Regions from separate parts of the Sus scrofa genome. Here region 2 is linked to region 1. Evidence: chromatin contacts called from public Hi-C data. All regions are on one chromosome and are shown on one strand. Each heading gives the region's core, a stretch centred on a gene start, on an enhancer-like site or on the middle of the called end of the contact. The rest is flanking DNA. Distances are from core to core; before and after follow the strand shown. Region 1 holds the start of TSPAN13 (tetraspanin-13). Region 2 overlaps AGR2 (anterior gradient 2, protein disulphide isomerase family member).

The links. A called contact is a pair of places that touch in the nucleus more often than the background predicts.
Region 2: a contact with region 1 is called in a Hi-C map of liver, with 2.1 times the contacts expected there. The contact joins the enhancer-like site here to the promoter of TSPAN13 in region 1. A contact is called at or near these places in 1 of 5 promoter capture datasets (liver), 4 of 47 Hi-C or Micro-C datasets (liver and skeletal muscle) and 1 of 2 datasets of contacts at active chromatin or transcription factors (alveolar macrophages).

What each region holds. Positions count from the first base shown.
Region 1 is chr9:85,995,025-85,997,773 of Sscrofa11.1, forward strand. TSPAN13 (tetraspanin-13) reads left to right here and starts at 1,357. Exons shown (of 6, transcript XM_021063408.1): 1 at 1,357-1,886. The coding sequence starts at 1,824.
Region 2 is chr9:86,040,074-86,042,773 of Sscrofa11.1, forward strand. It overlaps AGR2 (anterior gradient 2, protein disulphide isomerase family member), which reads right to left. Exons shown (of 8, transcript NM_001244968.1): 8 at 2,203-2,290. The coding sequence ends at 2,241. Among named protein-coding and RNA genes, the nearest start is that of AGR2, 12 kb to the right of the region's middle. Within about 2 kb of position 1,423, at least 7 of the 83 cell types and tissues checked have an H3K27ac peak or open chromatin away from gene starts, as enhancers often do. A contact at or near this core is called in alveolar macrophages and liver, where this site is marked.

The DNA.
Region 1 (2,749 bases), core at 107-2,606:
AAGTTCTATTAGCCAGCCCTCCTACAACTGCAGCTCTTGCCTGGTTTCTGTAACTGCTCCCTTAAACGAGCCCCTCAGACCTAAGGGAATTATACTTGCCTGCTCTTGCTAGCTCTGAGCTGCTTCACCACCCTTTGTTGGCTTTCTTTAACCTTGTCCACATTTTCAAAATAGTCTCTTTATTAAACTCTTCTCAATCATTTGAATGAGCATCTCCTTCCTGTTGGGTCTCTGATGGATAGGGGACATTTCTACAAGAAAAAGAGATTTAACCCACAGGGAGAGTAGACGGTATTATGAAGAAAGCAGAGAGAATCGTCATAGTTGGTCGAGTAATGCTGAAGTGGTAGCAGTGTTGGTGACATCCAGGAATGAGAAGAGGAAGAAGAGATCTCCCCAATAATTCTTCTTTTTTAAAAGTATAGTTGATTTACCAGCATTGTATTTGTTTCTGGTGTACAGCAAAATGGTTCTTTTTAATATTCTTTTCCACTGTGGTTTATTACAGGGTACTGAATATAGTTCCCTGTGCTATACAGTAGGATTTTGTTATTTATTTAATTTTTCTTCTTTAGTAAGCCTCTGGCTTCTAAAATGGAAAGCTGACTGCCAAAGTATTATTTGGGTTTGAGGGTCATCCAGTTGAAAAAAAAAAATTAGAACTCATTTTGGTTGTATACAAAAAGTTAACTAACATGGGGTACAAAAGCTCTAGAATGTGGCTTTCCTGGTGTGGTTGGGTCTGGGGAGGTAAAGGGAGCAGACAATTCTAAAAAGATAAGTTATTTTAATTAGCTGCATTGTTTTATTTACAATGTTTCATTTGCTATGATATAATTTACTTAGCATGAACCTTTAGGTTTCTTATAAGTATTTGAAAATTCTCTGTAAGAACTTTTTTTTTTTTTTTTTTTTGTAGTGGGCACCATGAAATATTTATTGGCTTAGCTTAGTGCCTGGAACACAGTAGGTACTCAAAAACTGTTAGATATGTTAATACTTGCCGATATTTACCAAGTCCTTACTCTGTGCCAGGTGCTGTGCAAAAAGGGGTTGACATACCATTAATATTCCGATTTACAGATGAGGAATCTGAGGCTACATGACACATTTCTACAGTAGACATTGAAAGTGCTAATGAATTGACTGAGGTGGAGACCGTATAATTTTATTTTTCTCACTTATTCTCTCTTTTAAATCTTTCACATGTATTCATTTATTGCTTGCTTGCTTCCTTCCTTCCTTCACAAGGTCAGGTGCTTAATTTTAAGATCTCGTTCAAAATGGTGCCACGTCACCCGCTGGGGCCAAGAATCGAGAGGTGCTGTCATCTTTCTCCTTGCCAGCGTGGATTTCGGTGGAGCGCCGCCCATTTCTCCTCACCTGCTCCCCAGGAAACAAGCAAGGTCGCAGTCACACATTCTAGCCTCGGGCACCCTCCCCCACCGCCTCCGCCCCTTCCCTCTCTCCCAGGGGCCGCTCCGCCCCTCCCGGATCCAAGCTAGCTGAGCGCATTTATTTGCATATTTCTACCTTTGTTCCCCGCCGGCGGCCAATCAGTGCGCGGGGCGAGGCGGGGGTGCTGGGCGAGGCTCAGGCTCCGGCTCCAGCTGCTGTGGCCGCAGGTCTCGGAGCGGGTCGGAGTCGCCGCGGGCGCGTAGCACACTGCAACCCCTACCCAAGCCCCGGTCTCCCCACCAGTGTCCCCGCTGCTGCCTCGCCTCGGCCAGGCCCCAAAGGCAAGGACAAAGAGGCTGTCCGGAGGCTCAGCCGGAGCCAGATTTTACCTGTAGAGGAGCCTGCCGGGAACCACAGGCTACAAGATGGTTTGCGGGGGCTTCGCTTGTTCCAAGAACTGCCTGTGTGCGCTGAACCTACTCTACACGGTGAGTATCCCAAGCCCATACCTCCTTGCCTGGGGGTTTGGCACCTGCTTGTGTGGTCTTTGGCTTCCCTGTCTGGCCAGCGACTCTCTCACTTCATCCTGCACCCCCTTCCCGTCTTCCCACGCTCTGAGCGCCCTCGGCCTCGCCATCACTCCCTGCCAGGGACCGGGAGCCGGCGATTGTCGCAGTCTCTTCCTCTCATTGTGAAGCCGCCGTCTTTCTGGCTCACTGGCCGCGTCTCAGCCACATTGCTCTTCCCCAGCCACATTGCTCTTCCCCAACCCCCTCGCCCACCGCCTTGTTTTTCAGTCTTTTGACCAGACCTCCCCATACGTATCCCTTCTGAAACTCGCTTTTGGCTTTCCAAAGCCATCTGAGGCGCATTCGGAGGCGGGGGAGCCGCCTCGGATTTGAGGACAGTTTTGGAAAAATATCTTGATCTGAAACTGACAAGGCGGTCATATGGATGGTTTTCGTTTTAAGCTGTATGTGCGCCTGTGATTTTAATTGGGGCCACCCAGTAGGTTCTCAGGATATCCGCAGCTTCCGAAGTTTGTTTCGTGCTTACATAAAGGAATGTCTTTTTTGGAGAATAGCGGGCGCGGGGGTGGGGGTGGGGCGAAGGGGAGTTGTGCTCATACCTGATGATTTTTCCATGCGTTTCCTTTTTTATCAATATCCAAACTCCATTTTAAGCGAAATTCTCCAGTAAATAAGCGAGCCTCCACCCAAGTTTCCTTCCCTGCCAATTGGGCTTTTTAGTTTTAACCCTGCAGTCTACCTTTGTGATTTTTGAGGGGCAATTCTGGGTGAACGGGAGGATGGGAGAGTAGGTTGACGTTTATGGATTGCCTGTCACGTCC
Region 2 (2,700 bases), core at 173-2,672, 45 kb after region 1:
ATATTTCCATAACCTTAAAACAACTATTTTTATGTTCACAGCTTCTTTTTCTAACCTGTGTATGTACACATTTCCCATATTGTAATATCATAGCATAGAAATTCATAAAATCTTTTCCTCTTTCACGTACCCTTTTTGTTTCTCCCCAATGGTTTTTTTCTTTTACAGATGATGATATAGTACACTTTGTATTAATGAACTGTGTAATCATTAGCTTTTTTTTTTTGGTGTGTATAAATAATGTTTTTGTTGGTATACTCACAGAACTGTTTCTCTTGAATGATTTCCTTAGGACAAATTCTTAGAAGTAGAGGAAACTGGGTCAAAGTTAATCATATTTTTAAATTGACTATTTCTTTAACACTTTGCTAAAGGAGACTCATTTTCCTTGCAACTTGTCGTTTGACTTAGAGACTTATTTGTATTTTTTAAATTATTTGGGTTGTTAAATAGCATTTTGTCATTCAATACATTTTAAGGACTTAATCTTATTTCACATCTGCCCAATTTTAAAAACATTATTTTGCTTTATAGTAAGGGAAACTTAAGTAGCTTAGAAGTTGTCATTCAAAATATTTGTGTATATAAGTGAAACTCTAGCTTTCTAAATGGAATAATTTACCTTTTTAAGCACAGGTAGGTTACCTACTTATGAGAAGAGCACTCAGTCCCACTGGTGATATTTTTGCTAAGGATTTGTATGTTGTTAAATCAACAGCATAGGCTTCGAACCTATTAGTGCTGAGCTCTTGGACAGTACTGACTGTGTCAGAGAGAAATTTTTAAACAGTATTCACTGGAAAAGTTAATAATGGCAAAGGATCTATTCAGAAAAGGCTCTAGCCAAACAAACAACCAAAGAAGTTATAACAGACAAGCAATAGATATTCAGTATGCAAAGCATTACACAAACCACTACAGCTATTCAGAGGCCGAAGAAAGCAGTGGAGGTGCGGTGATAAAGGCATTATACATAACAATGCATGTAGCTTAAATATGTAGTGAAGAAATTAACACACAGTTCTAACTTTTGTCAGGCACAGTAAAGAGTTAAAAGTAGCTGAAGCTACTCCCCTATCTGATGTCATCTCTTCTCTCAACTTTCCAAAGATAAGTAGTGACCTCTACCCCAGAGACATATCACTGCCCTTTGCTCTTCTCCCAGCCAGCCACCCTCGGGTGACGAAAATGGGAACAAGTCAAAGGAAGTTATTCCAGGCCAGTACTCCAAAACCTGAAGAAACCAAGTATGTTAGGAGGCTAATTCTCAGGATTTTTTTTTTTTTTTTCTTTTTCCAGCCGTACCTGTGGCATATGGAAGTTCCTGGGCTAGAGGTCATTTCAGAGCTGTAACTGCCAGCCTACGCCACAGCCACAGCAACACCAGATCCAAGCTGCATCTGTGGCCATGCCATGGCCTGCAGCAAATCTGGATCCTCAACCCCACTGAGTGAGGCCAGAGATCCAATCCACATCCTCACAGAGAATACGTCATGCCCTTAACCCATTAAGCCACAACGGGAACTCCTAATTCTCAGGATTTCATTGGAGTGTGTTCACTGATGTTCTTTGAATGACTTTTTCCCAAAATTAGTCTTCTGAGGGAGAAAGCTATTTGCCAGAGGCTTTCCCTGAAAGGAAAATCTAACTAAAATTTAATTGTTAAATTCCAGCATGTATCTAGGAATTTCTCCCAAGAGTGAGGAGGGGTGGTCTTCAATTAGGTACTGATCTTCCTGGGATGCCCTTCTAGATATTCTTTCACACTAGAAGATATCACTTGATACTTCTGTTGTTCAAACTCTTATCTACTTTTAGTTCCCTGGTGAGAAACTGTAGTGAGATGAGATGATAACTGACTATCTTTGGTAGTCATTGCTGGAACTAGGTTTGTCTCGTCCCCTTTTTGAATATTTGTGTGTCTAAAAATCCTATTCGGCGAATGAACCAAATAGCTTTCCTGTGAAAGACCAGGTTGGGGGAAAAAAAAACACAGTTTGAACACCCCTAAAAGGATTTATTTTGTAAAAAATCATGGCTCACTATGGTAGTATACAGTTAGGTAGTGTTCACACATGTATACTTAAAACCAAATTTTAAAAAATAGCTGTTGTAACATGAAACCGAAGACTAATGAGTATGTTCACCAGTGCCTTCTCCACAGTCTTCTCAGAACTTCTGTGATTCCAGGTCTTAAGGCCTAACACAGAGGGAGGAGCTTGGAGGTTTTGTTTTTCCCTCTACAATTCAGTCTTCAGCAACTTGAGAGCTTTCTTCATGTTGTCAAGCACTAATGTGGGCAAAAATTATGAGAGTCAAACGCACTACTAGACACTATATATATATATATATATATATATATATATATTTTTTTTTTTTTTTTTTTTGCTTTTTATGGCTGCAACTGTGGCATATGGAAGTTCCCAGGCTAAGGGTCAAATCAGAGCTACAGCAGTAGTTATATATTGTTATCTCAGGAATGGCTAGTACATTTGGAATGTGCTTCCCCTGGTCCTCCCAGCACCTTTAGGGGGCATTGCTGATGGGCCAGGACAATCCTTCCTCCTGTCCAGACACAGCCACACAATCCTTCTCAACCTATCTTCTAGGTCAGTACCACCCAATAGAAATTTCTGTGATAAAAAATATTCAGTGCCTATTCAGTGAATATGTATGTCTGAGGGTCTGAATTTTTTTATT